Linked DNA regions of Mus musculus: region 2 is linked to region 1. Evidence: chromatin contacts called from public promoter capture Hi-C data. All regions are on one chromosome and are shown on one strand. Each heading gives the region's core, a stretch centred on a gene start, on an enhancer-like site or on the middle of the called end of the contact. The rest is flanking DNA. Distances are from core to core; before and after follow the strand shown.

What was found. Promoter capture Hi-C pulls out the DNA fragments that hold promoters and counts their contacts.
Region 2: a promoter capture Hi-C map of the C10 cell line shows a contact between it and region 1, with 2.8 times the contacts expected there. The contact joins the promoter of Yeats2 here to the enhancer-like site in region 1. A contact is called at or near these places in 4 of 39 promoter capture datasets (the 3T3-L1 cell line, the C10 cell line, liver and 1 more), 1 of 15 datasets of contacts at CTCF or cohesin (pro-B cells) and 2 of 9 other capture datasets (adipose tissue and liver).

The regions. Positions count from the first base shown.
Region 1 is chr16:19,915,883-19,922,164 of GRCm38.p6, forward strand. No RefSeq gene overlaps it. Among named protein-coding and RNA genes, the nearest start is that of A930003A15Rik, 35 kb to the left of the region's middle. Within about 2 kb of position 2,624, at least 2 of the 459 cell types and tissues checked have an H3K27ac peak or open chromatin away from gene starts, as enhancers often do.
Region 2 is chr16:20,138,712-20,145,608 of GRCm38.p6, forward strand. Yeats2 (YEATS domain containing 2) reads left to right here and starts at 2,352. Exons shown (of 31, transcript NM_001145930.1): 1 at 2,352-2,524.

The DNA.
Region 1 (6,282 bases), core at 1,374-3,873:
GTCCTGGGACATCTAGGTTGTTTCCAGCTTCTGGTTATCACAAATAAGGCCACTATGAACATAGTGGAACATATGCCCCTGTGGCATGATGGGGCATCTTTTGGGTAATTCCCAAGAGTGATACAGCTTGTTCTACAGTAGATCTATTTAGAATTTTCTAAGGAACATCCAGATTGATTTCCAGAATGATTGTACCAGTTTGTAATCCCACCACCAATGGAGGAGTGTTCTCTTTCTCCACATTCTCTCCAACATGTGTTGCCACCTGAGGTTTTGATCTTAGCCATTCTGATTGGTATAAGGTATTCCACTCAGGGTTAACGAAGACATCCTGAGTTTTGCAGGCAAATAGATGGAACTAGAAAATATCATCCTGAGTGAGGTAACTCAGACCCAAAAGGGCATGCATGATATGTACTCACTGATAAGTGGATATTAGCCAAAAAATAAATAAATAAAAACTACAGAATACCCAAGATACAGTCCACAGAACTCAAAAAGGCCAACAAGTTGAAGTGCCCAAGTGAGGGCACCTCAGTCCCACTTGGGAAAGAGAAGAAAGCCATCACAAGTGGAGGGGGAGGGAGGGACCTGGGAGGGAAAGTAGATGGGGGAGGGGTTGACAGGGGGAGAGGGGAACCTGATCTGGTATCAGGTCAGGGAAAAGGACTGAATCCCTGAGGGCCAGCAGAAAGAATGGAGACAGGCAACCTCAGGAAATAGGAGGTTAGGGGGACCCTCCAGAATGCACCAGAGACCTGGGAGGTAAAAGACTCCCAGGAATCAAAGGGAAGGACCTTAGATGAAATGTCCAAAAGTAGGAAAAGGGAACTTATAGAGCCCACCTCCAGCAGGAAGACAGGACATCAAGTGAGGAATGGGGTTGCCATCCCACAGTCACACCTCTGACCCATAATTGTTTATGTCTGAAAAAATTACAGGGATGAAAATGGAAAGGAGCCTGCGAAAAAGAAGGTCCAATGACAGGCCCAAAGTGGGATCCAGCTCAAGGGGAGGTCCCAAGGCCCGACACTATTACTGAGGCTATGGAATGCTCACAAGAAGTGATCTATCATTACTACCCTCTGAAACACCCAACAAGCAGCTAAAAGAGTCAAGTGCAGATATTTGCACCCATCCAATGGACAGAAGCAGCTGACCCCTGTTGTTGAATTAGGGAAGGCTGAAAGAAGCTGAGGAGGAGGGCCACCCTGTAGGAGGACCAGCAGTCTCAATTAATCTGGACCCCCAAGATCTCTCAAATACTGAACGACCAAACAGGCAGCATACATTAGCTGATATGAGGCCTCCAACACACATAGAGTAGAGGACTGCCAGGTCTGTGTTCATTCAGAGATTAAACACCTAACCCCCAAGAGACTGGAGGCGCCAGGGAGTTTAGAGGTCAGGTGGGGTTGGGGGCATCCACAAGGAGACAGGGGATGGGAAGGGGGTGTGGATTGTGGAGAGTCGGAGGGTGGATGCGGGGCAGGGAATGGAATATGGAATGTAAAAATTAAATTAATTTTTTAAATGCATACAATCTAATAATCTATAATCTAATAAAGGAGAAAAGAATGAAATCAGAAAAAAAAGGAAAAAGAAAGGCCATTTGAAAGGAATCTAGAGTTAACTTAGTTGCAGATCCTGCTTCCTGACCTATAGGTTGCTTGTAAATCAGCAACCATCATACTGCTCAGTTCTACAGTTACTTTGGTTAATGGGAACATAACTGACTCAAAATCTTACTGGGAATTGGGGTAGCATGTCTCTCCCACAATTCCAGAGTTCCATTAATCAGCAAAACAAAGCTTCCTAATCAGCAAGAGTTAAGAGCCACAACCAGCCTTGATCAGCAAGGGTCAAGATCTACCCTTTCCTTTCTTGTAGAAAACTGTGCAATTGCCTCTTTCAGATATGCCATTAAGTATTTAAGGTGATGGAGAGCATAGTTTAAAAAGAAAGACTGCCTATTCTGGCCACAATGTGTTGGAGGCACAGGATAAAGTAAGTTCAATTTATTTGCATTTTTAAATATTTAAATTATTTTATTTGCCATAAACCCAGTAACTATAACATACACACACATAAAATAAGCACATAAATTAAAAGAACTATCATAAAGTTCTAGTATTACCCACCTTGGATATATTGCTCAAGGGAATGTCTTATCATCTGGGGAATTATCTCTGCATCCATAGGTAAAGAAAAATCTTCAGTAATGAACAAAACCAAGAACTGAGGGTATAACAGGAGTGCAGGTGGTTGTCTAATGGATTGCCAACTTTTTTCTCTGACATAGGCAAAATACTGAATACTTGGAAAAGACAGAAGACCAACCCCTACCCCCAAAGGAAAGGGAGCAACTTTAACCTTTCAGTATTAGAGAGGCCTAATGCTAGAAGTCCGTTAAATTGACTCTGTTGTGGGTGTTTTATATGACTCTGTGTCTTCCTGTTTCACCTATTTGCCCTGTTTAGATACTCAGAGCCAACATGTTCCCTCATGCCTTCTCTTCACAGTCTTCTGAGAACAAGAAGCCACCATTTCAGGAAGCCTGCTTTCACTGTCTTTGTTTACCCATGTGCTTCAAAAGCAGTTAGTGTTGGCATTCCTTCTACACTCCACACAACAGTTACCAAGAAACAGTCAGGTGGGCTTGGCTTGCTCTAAACAGGACTGTTTGATCTCTCTGACTCTCTCTCTCTCTCTCTCTCTCTCTCTCTCTCTCTCTCTCTCTCTCTCTCTGGCTCTTTTCTTTCTCTGACTCCCTTCTCCCTTCTTCTCCTCCACATATTCCTAGCTGGCGGCTGCTGCTGCTGCTGCTTCTTCTTCTTCTTCTTCTTCTTCTTCTTCTTCTTCTTCTTCTTCTTCTTCTTCTTCTTCTTCTTCTTCTTCTTCTTCTTCCTCTTTTTCTTCTTCTTCCTCCTCCTCCTCTTCCTCTTCCTCTTCTTCCTCTTCCTCTCCTCCTCCTCTTCCTCTTCCTCTCATCCTCCTCCTCCTTTTCCTCCTCCTCCTCCTCCTTCTTCTTTCCTGTCCCCTCTCTTTCTCTACCTCTACTCCCTTCTCAACTCCCCTTCCCATGTCCTCAAAAAAACTCTATTCTATACTAGACCTGTCATATGGCTGGTACCTCCGTGGAAGAGGATGCCTCAGTGTGGACCCACTGAGAAACCCCCTCCCACTGCATCATACCATGCTCTATAAAACATATCCTTGGCTTTATAAAACACATCAGTTAGGATATAATAGACCAGGAAAAAAATAAAACATGGAGTATAATTAATTCAGTCTTGAGAATGGAAAAAAAAAAACTATTATTTCAGTCTGATGAGAATTCTTTATTACTAGGGGTTGAGTATTTAGCCTTTAAGTAAAGTAGGTAAGACAGTTCTCAGTCTGGCTTTTTGCCCTTTTAGGCCGTGTCACAGTAGCATCTCTTTCTTTAATTTGGATCTATTGAGATAAGACCCAGACTTTAAGTTCTTGTCATTTGGGATTGTCACTGTAAAGGAAAGAAATATAGGCTGGGAGGGACTTGGAGGTATCATGAGATTCTGCAGGGAGCAGGGTCAACATTCAACTTACAGACTTTCCTTTTCTCCTTCCCAGGGACCTTCAGGGGGAGGCAGGTCCCAGCCCTTTATTCCCAACCCTGACAGTATAAAAAAGGAAAGGGACACTATATTCATATGTTTGTTTCATGCTGAGTGAGGGCATGATTGGGTTTTTAGGGTCTGTCTTCAGTATCTAAGTGAGGAGATGCATAGTAAGGGACCCAGTAGGGGTCTTACCCAAGCTAGTCATTGTCCTACTGTAAGCCAGGCTCCCTGTGTTTTGTGTAATGCTTGGTCTTGGAGGATTTGTCATGTCTCAGATGATTCTTGATTGGTTGATGTAGAAGCAGCAGTCCTCTTGGAGAAAGAGGCACGTGCCCCACCCCCTTTTTCTTCCATTAGATCTATGGCTCTCCTGTTTTGGAGAATGACCTATTCAAGGGAATCTATTTGGTTTGGGAGAATATTGATAGTGGCTGCTATTTCAGCTAGGGCACTAAAAAGTGCCTTTGATACTTGTTGAAAATAGCAAGTGGAGGTAGATACCCCTACTATGCCTATCCCCAAGGAAGATGAGATGCCTAACACAACCAGAATGAGCAGGAGGGGGAGTGTTCCCCTTGATTGAAAGTGTAGATTTAACAGACATTGTTGGGGGAAATGGAAGCTTTCTGGTTGTGAGAACCTTTATGTGAGGGTATTATTGAAAGACTAGGGTGGAGATTCCTGACAAATTGGCTGGCAAGCATATGTAGCTATCTGAGTCACAAAGAAAGATGCTTGAGGAGTTGAGGAAGGATGAGGTGGGGAGTATTAAGAGGTGGGGAAAGATCTTGCTTCTGGCAGACCAACATGTTTAAACAGTGATTTCATCTTGTCAGACATTTTCTTTTGACAGTGTGCTGCTTGAAGGGGTTGGTAGTGGGAGGTCTTGGTTGTGGGTAGACTTTAGCTGTAAATGAATAGGGTAGAGAGTTAAACTCTGGGGTGCACCAGTAAAGGAGTCAGAAATGGATAGGACCCAATAATTTGAGGTTACATAGCAAGACAATGTATTCAGGGTGCAGTGGTGAAGGTCTGACAATGGATCAAGGCTGTCATGCATGGGCAGGTAAGAGTCATTGGGGAGATATTGTAAGACATTCAGAGACTCTAAGGAGGCATTATATTTATCATCTTGGTGTCTTACAGTGCCAGAGAAATTGGTGTTTCTGGAGAGGTCAGTCTCTACATAATCATTAGAGGGCCAAAAATATCTTGGATTCCTGTCTTAGTTACTTTATTTTGATGTAAAAAGATACCATGGAAACTTATAAGACACCAAGGCAACTTATAAAAGAAAGCATTTAATTTGGGGGCCCACTGTCCCAGATGCTTGGAGTATATAACCATCATGCTGAGAAGCAAGGGCTGCAGGTAGACAAGCATGGTACTGAAGCAGAGTCAGAGCTTACATCTGATCCACAAGCTTGAGACTGGAAGGGAAGTGGACACTAACTGGGAATGATGTAGGCTTTTGAAACCACAAAGCTCTCCCACAGTGACATGCTTCCTCCAATAAGGCCACACTTATTTATCCAGCTCAAACAGTTCTAGCAAGTGGAGACCAAGCACTTAAATAAATAAGCCACAGTGACAGAGCAAAAATGAGAGACTAACCAGGAAAGTGGAATAGAGAAGGAAGAGAAGAAGGGAGAGACAAAGAGAAGACCCATTGAAAAAAAGAAAAGAGTGAGAGTATCTGTAGATATGAGCTCTCATATAGTATCAGGAAAGGATTTGTATTGTGTCTCAGGGGGAAGGGCATGATTGACCGAGGTGACTCAGATGTGAATAGAAAGGATGCTGGTAGAATAAATATGTAGGAAGAGAGTGATAGCTTGCAGTTAGACATTCTAGAAAGGGAATGTAGAGGAGTCAGAAAAAGCAAAGTGATCTCAGACGTCAGGTATAGGGCCTTGGAAGGAACTGGTCATGGAAAGATGTAGCTTGAGAGGGGTGTGGATAATCAGTGATGATGGATCAGGGGAAGCCCAGGGATGCTAGACTTTAGTGGACAGACAAACCCAGCAGTTGGATAAGTAAGTGAAATTGGATACCTTTAGGATCTGGTTTGGTTTAAGAGGGCTACCCAGTGCTCTCTTGAAAGAGATTAAGAAGAGAGATAAGACTATAGTCCATAGGAGAATCATAACTGGCCAGAAGAGGGAAAAATAGAAGGGTGTGGCCAGTCAAAAGATATTTTAAATTGGGTGAGATTGTAACTAGATCTTGAAAGTAGACAGGCAGTACACCACCTACAAGAGAAGCCACTGACTGTCCACTCTTCCCTCTATGTGCTCTCTCTGTGCTCTTACTATGAAAATATTAGAAGCAGAAGGGAACCCTAACAGAGATTAAGTAAGTATAGCACTGTATGAAGCCAAGGATTGTAATATAAGCAAGGTAAACAAATGTTAGAAGGGTTTTTTTTCCTTCCAGGTCCAGTCATTCGGGGTGCAGAGAGTTGTACCACAGTAAGCTAGCAGAATCAACAAGTAGGTAGAGAATGGGAGAAAATGCAGAACCAATGAGAAGAATTGTATCCTATCACTCATCAAAGTAAATCAAGATCAGATAAGCAATTTAAACTGATCTATAACCACTAGAGAAATAGAAGCAGTTGTTAAAAGTCTTCCTCCACTCCAAAAAGAGACCAGCGCAATACGGGTTTAGTGCAGAATTT
Region 2 (6,897 bases), core at 1,102-3,601, 220 kb after region 1:
CAGTAGCTAACTAAGATCTTACATCTATCTAAAAGGTGGAGGCAGAGAGAAAGAGATGGCCTGGCACGGAATTTAGAAACCTCAAAGCCCACCTCCCAGTGACACATATCCAACAAGGCTACACCTCCTAATCCTTTCCAAAACAGTTCTACCAACTGGGGACCAAACATTTAAATATATGAGCCAATGGGGGCTATTGTCATTCAATTTCATGAAATTAGTTGATTTCATAGGTGCTAGGAATTTAACCCAGGGCCTCACACATATATCATACACCCACCCCCAAGAACTTAATTTTTATCTTCCAGACTTCTCTGAATTTTCACTTCAGGCTCAAAAAAGACTTTCTTGGTCTAAATTTAGATTAGGTTCAGTTTCCTTGTCAAACGGCAATTCTGTAGAGGCTGCTGCATGTGTCTCTAATCCTACCACTTAGGAGGCTAACCTGAAAGATAATCATTATGAGGTTGAAAATTTTTATCAGGGCTAATTAATTCTGCTTTGTGCACTTCTGTGCCCTCTGTGCCCAACTAACATATATAGGAGTGAGTCCCAGACAGTAGAGAAGCAATAAACATTGTTGAGAAAATGGTTCATCTTATTTTACTCCTGATAGACCTTAATATCAGGAGGCCAGGGATAAGATACATGTCTCTAGTCTTTGTCACTGTTCACAGCTTTTGAGTCTATAACTATGTGACAGTTTTGAATCTATACTATGTGTCATGACTGGGCTTGTTTTAAGACAGTTCTCATTATTTAGTTCTGGTTGGCTTGGAACTTACTATATAAACCAGGCTAGCCTTGAACTCAAAGAGATCTATCTGCCTCTGCTTCCTAAATGCTGGGATCAGAGTTGTGGGCCACTATTCCTGGCCCATGACTAGCCTTGATATAGGGGATATAGGAATATAACTTTTAAAATATTTCATATTAAACAAAATGCATAAAAAGATTGACAATATGTACATAAAATATAATAAAACTCACTACTCGGGCTGGTGAGATGGCTCAGCAGGTAAGAGCACTGACTGCTCTTCCAAAGGTCCTGAGTTCAAATCCCAACAACCACATGGTGGTTCACAACCACCAGTAATGAGATCTGACGCCCTCTTCTGGTGCGTCTGAAGTCAGCTACAGTGTACTTATGTATAATAGTAAATAAATCTTAAAAAAAAAAAAAAAACCTCACTACTCAGCTTGTGTGGTAAGTATGTACAAGCTGTACAATATGAGCAAGAGCTGAAAAAGTCTGAGGCAGCTCCAAGGTCAGCCTGGATGCTGTAGTCCTGAAGAAGTAATAGGAAGTCTTGGTGTGTAGTATCATGGAAGAAAGCTGGTTTCAAGCGATTTTAAAGGGAAAACCGAGGCTTAATGGATTGTCATTCATTAGCTGCATCTACATTAAGTAAATCTACAAAAGTAAATGTTTCTACAGAGAAACAGTGTCTCAAAAAACAAAACAAACAAAAAAGTTTTCAACGTTTTCAAACCTTCACCCTTTCTTTCAGTCTACAAAGTATCTGGGACCAGAGGGGGGAGGGGGGACCACTACACCTCACTCAGGTGCTACATCTACTAAAATGGGTTCACAATGATTAATGCCTTCTTCCTGTCTTTGCTTCCTTCATTCTCTCTCTCTCTCTCTCTCTCTCTCTCTCTCTCTCTCTCTCTCTCTCTTTTTGGTTTTTCGAGACAGGGTTTCTCGAGACAGGGTTTCTCTGTATAGCCCTGGCTGTCCTGGAGCTCACTTTTTAGACCAGGCTGGCCTCGAACTCAGAAATCCGCCTGCCTCTGCCTCCCAAGTGCTGGGATTAAAGGCGTGCGCCACCACGTCTTTCTTTCTTCCTTCCTTTCTTTCTTTCTTTCTTTCTTTCTTTTTTTTTTTTTGTTTGCTTGTTTAATATATATATTTATGGTGCTGGAGGTTGGACCCACAGCATTGCTCTAAGCAAGCACTCTACCAATAACTTTTACTTTGAGACAGGGCCTTGAATTCACTATGTAACTAGACAGGTTTTGTACTTGTGATGCTCCTGCCTCAGTCTCCAGACTACAAGTATTACCCCGCGATACTAGATACTAGGTTACGGCTGCTATATACACCTCTATCACTAAACACAGTGACGCAAGATGGTACGCTCAGCAGTGCGGTCACCATAGTTACTATTGCCATGACTACAAGAGAACCAGCATTCTCTCAAACTTTCAGCAGGAAGACAACGGTTGGCCGGCTCAAGCGGTCAACCTGAAGGTGCGACGCAGAGTTCAGGAGCAGCTTTAGCCCCCCGCGGCCACGCCGCCCCGACCCCGCCCCCACCGCGCGCGCCCGCGCCGCCCCGCCCTCGAGGTGACGTGCGGGGCGGAGCCTGACGGCGGGCGGGCTGCTCTGTCGTGAGCTTCCGCGCGGGCGCGTCCCGGGCCTCGCACGGCGGTTCCACGGGAGGAGACCTTTCGCTCTTTCTCTCCGCGTGGGGGTTCCGGGTCCCGGCAGGGCGGCGCTGCAGCTGGGCGCGCAGGAAGGGTGAGTGTCGGTGCGGGCGCGCGTCTTGTGCGGGGCATTGTCTGGCGCGGGCACGTGCACCCCTCCCCCACCGCGGCCGCGCGGACAGCTCAGCGGCGCGGACGGGTGGGCGCCTGGGTCCGCGGAGAGCCAGGTCCGGCGTGGGGAGGGTTCTTCTCGCCGCGCAGCCTCAGACGGGTCGCTTTGCAGCCGAGGCGGCTGAGCTTGCGCGGTGACCCGCGGGTGGTCCCGAGACGAGGTCGCCTCGGCAAGTTTGGATTTGCCCAAAGAAATCTGCGGCGGCTTAGGAAGGTTGCGAGAAGTCTGCACGAGAGCGTAGGACGGTGCTGTGTCCTATGGAAGCTTCGGAAAGTGAGGACTTGACCAGAAACACGGCTCGGTGTGCTTATGCAGAAGACAATAAGGCTTAGAGCTCATCTCCATTATGCAAGTATTTATGTTAAACAAAAAATACTGTGTCCTATAATTCTGCAGCTCACTAACATCTTACTAGTTTTGATATTGCTAGTATTTTTGTCTAGGCACATACCTAATTGCAGAAACAACCCACTTTTAAAATTCCATAACATAAACTAGAAGGTAATACACATTTATTCAGCAGTATCGTTGCCATTAATAAGTAGCAAGTACTCATCCGAGAATATTTTTAAAATTTAGACAAGGACAAAGAAGAAATTCTAGTGTCCAGAAGTAATTACTATGGGTGTGTATATTTGTGTAGTCTGCCTTAAAGGTAGGACCAAAACAACCGATGAGGGGTTGGTGCCTTAACTGTGGTTCGTTTTAGACGGGGGTCTCTTTCATATACATACATAGACCTGTCTCAGAACCTCAGTCCTCTCTGTAGACCAGGCTGGCCTCGAACTCAGATCTACCAGCCTCTGCTTTCCCAGTGCTGGGATTAAGGGTGTGGTTCCACCACCACCACATCTGGCAGACTTACTTTTTATAGGAAGCTCGTAGAAAGGTTTTGAGAAGGTAGTGGCACAATCCCACCACTACACCGGAGAAGTCAAAAGTGTGTGTGTGTGTGTGTGGGGGGGGTGCTGAGGAGTCAGGATGCAGCCTTCTGCGGTAGCCTGGATTGACTCCTTGCAAATGGAAGTAGACAGAGTGAAAAGATGAGCGTTTGGAGGTAGAATTAGCAAGCCTTGGAAGGGAAAGGGAGAGATAGCTTGTAGCCCAGGTTGGCCTTGAACTCTTGAACCTTCTCAACTTTTAAGAGTTGGAGTTGCAGGCACCGAATGCTGAGGGTTGCTTTGATGTGCGTGTGTTTTGGGTTTGAAACAAGGTTTTATGTTGCTCAGAGTGACTTCAAACTCCATATATAGCCAAAGATGGCTTTGAACTTTGGATTCTTCTGTCCCAACCTCTGGCGTGCTGAGAGTATATAGATTTTTGTCCACATGCCCTGCATTCCCTTTTTAATTCTTGTTTTGAGCAACCACATAGATAGATAACTGTACCATTTATTGAGATGGGGCAAGCATGCACCACCACCACCCGGCCTCAATCTGTTTTACATGAGTTAAATCTGAGTGACATATTTGTTATACGGTCAGTATGTTGAGAAAGCACATGTGACAGTATAAAAGTCAGGATTAAAAGACTAAGCAAAGGACCGAGGAGAAACAGAATATGTATTTTCTCTTTGGAAACCAGGACGGCTTATAAGCTACTAGAGTAGGAGTTGCTCCTTTTGCACTGGTGAAATGGCCTTAGTTCCATTCCCAGGATCCACACGGCAGAAAGAAATAACCGATTCCCATACGTTGTTCTCTGATCTCTGTCTGCATGCTGTTTACCCAGGAATGTCTGCAGACACATACTTTACCCCTGAAGTGTATCCCTAGCTCTGTCATTGCTTGGTTACTGACATATGTTTAATATTTTCCTCCACAGCTTAAAAACATTGATTTTAAGCGTATGAGGTTTGCCTGTATATATGTCTCTGCACCACTTGCACGTAGCGCCTACAGAGGCCAGAAGGTATAATAATTGTAACTGGAGTTACGGACCCTTGCACCATCACAAGTGCTGGGAGTGGAACGTGGATAGGTCTCGTGAAAGAGCAGTCAGTACTCTTAACCACTAGGCCCTCTATCTCTGCACCTTTCCGGTTCTGTTGTGAGGAGCTTGTTTTCAGTGCTTAGAGATGGAACCAGAGCCTTTTGTGTGCTAGGCAGTTCAACACTGCACTACTTCTCCAGACCTTTTATTTTTTCGCTTTCTCATTTATTGTTAAATATTCTTTAGCTATTACACGTAATGTGAGGATAGCAGAAAAGACTTTCTCTGTAAAATGTCCTACTGTTGTAAGTGCTGTCTGCTGTGTATTATTTGGCATGTTATAGTTTGCTGTGTACTGGTTTTGGTTGGTTGGTTAGTTTAGTTATTTGAAACAGAAGCTTAAGTTCACATGGTCAAGGGCAGAGGGGTAAACGCCTGGTGGTTCTGCATATGTGACAGGTATGTCACAGTGCCCAGCTAAAGTCCTTTTTTAGTGTAGACTATAAGAAGAGCCAGACCTAGTGATAGATCTGTAACCCCAGCTACTTACAGGCTTAAAACAGAGAATCTCAGAGCTGGAAAGATACTCTTAAAACTGCTGAAGTTCCAAGACTAGTTGCCAACTCCCATGTTAGGGTGCTCACAACTGTCTGTAACTCCAGCTCCAAGAGCTCCTATGCTCTTTTCTGACCTTTCAGGGCACCTGTATACACGTGCACACACACAAAACACACGTATACACAGAAATGAAAATAAGTCTTTTTTAAGTCTGGAGAGATGGCTTAGAACACTTGCTGTTCTTGCAGGGGACCTGGATTCAGTTCCCAGCACCCACATGGTGGCTCACAACCAACCATCAACTCCAGGTTCAGGGGATCCAGTTTCTTCTCTTGGCCTCTGTAGTATGAGGACACATGCAGTATACTTACTTACACGCAGGCAAAACACAGCTTTTTTAAAAATAGACTTAAAAGCATCATAATTTAGATAAGCTTGCTTTTTTTTTTTTTTTTTTTTTAGCAATCACTAGCTCAAAGTAAATTCAAGGTCATCCTGAGCAACTGAGCAAACCATATCTCAAACTATAGTAAGAAGTTGTATAGGGAGAAATGGGGATATATCTCTGTGGTACAGCAGTTGTAGACCATATTTAAAGCTCCAATGCCTAATTGTTATATGCACCTGTAAAGAACTAAGCCTTACATTGCAGATCTGTGAGCACAGCCTATCTAGGATGCACCTTACCCTCATTTGGGAATATTTCATTCCCTCTGAGTATATTCTTAGAAATACTTGGATTGAGTGTTAGAAATACTTGGACTGAGTATTCTCATTCAACCATGCATTTTTAAAAGATATTGTGTGTGTGTGAGTATATGCATGTGGGTATACACTTTTGTATACCTGTAGGCTAGTACAACAGTAGGGTCAAGGTAAAATCGGAATCCACTCAAAGGCAACTGGCGTTCAGGCATGTGTGCTGTGATTACACAGATAGAATTGGTTTCACTAGGCAAGGGCTGTGCATCCTGATAAGAAGAGCCAACAGGAAGGAAACTGTTAGTTTCCTGTGGTGAAAGTATACCAAGGGTAGTTGGGTGAGGTGGGTCACACCTGTAATCTCAGCACTTGGGAGGTGGGGGTGGGCGAGGGAGGACATCTCATGGTGGTAATGGTGGGGTTGGCCTCTATCTGCAGGTTTTGTTTTGAGAGAGAGGGCCCCACTGTATATCCTTTGCTATCCTGAGACGTGTACACTGTGTACACCAGGCTAGCCTCAATCTCATAGAGCTCCGCCTGCCTCTGTCTCAGAAGGTCTAGGATTAAGGCTTGTACCTCCGTGTTCTTCAGCATGCAAGATGTGGTTGTGCTACAGAGGGAACTGTGAATGCTAGTAGATGTTTCCTTGGGAACTTTCTACTTTGGCTAATAGTTTTAGTTGGGTGGTTTTGAAGTCTATTGAATGTTTTCAGACCCTTTGGAGGAAGACTGTGGGGAGAGATATATTGGATGGGGTAGTTAAGGAAGACCTTTTCAGATAAAGTGGGTGTTTGAGTGTGGATCTGATGAAGCTAACCCTGGGGGATGAACATCTCAGGCAGAAGGAACCAGAAACACTGAAGACCAGAACACTCAAGAATATTTGACAGACAGAGAGAGGGACATCATACCTATATCAGATCAAGGATAGAAAGGGGCGGGGCCTGGGAGTGGAAGTTTGCAGATCATACCACAACATGTGTGACATCATTAGAAAATAATTTAGTAATGCTTTTCTTTCTCTCTCTCCCCCTTTTTTGCTGTTGTTGTAATTGCTGTTGTTGTTTTGAAGACAGGGTTTCTCTGTGTAAAAGTCTTGGCTA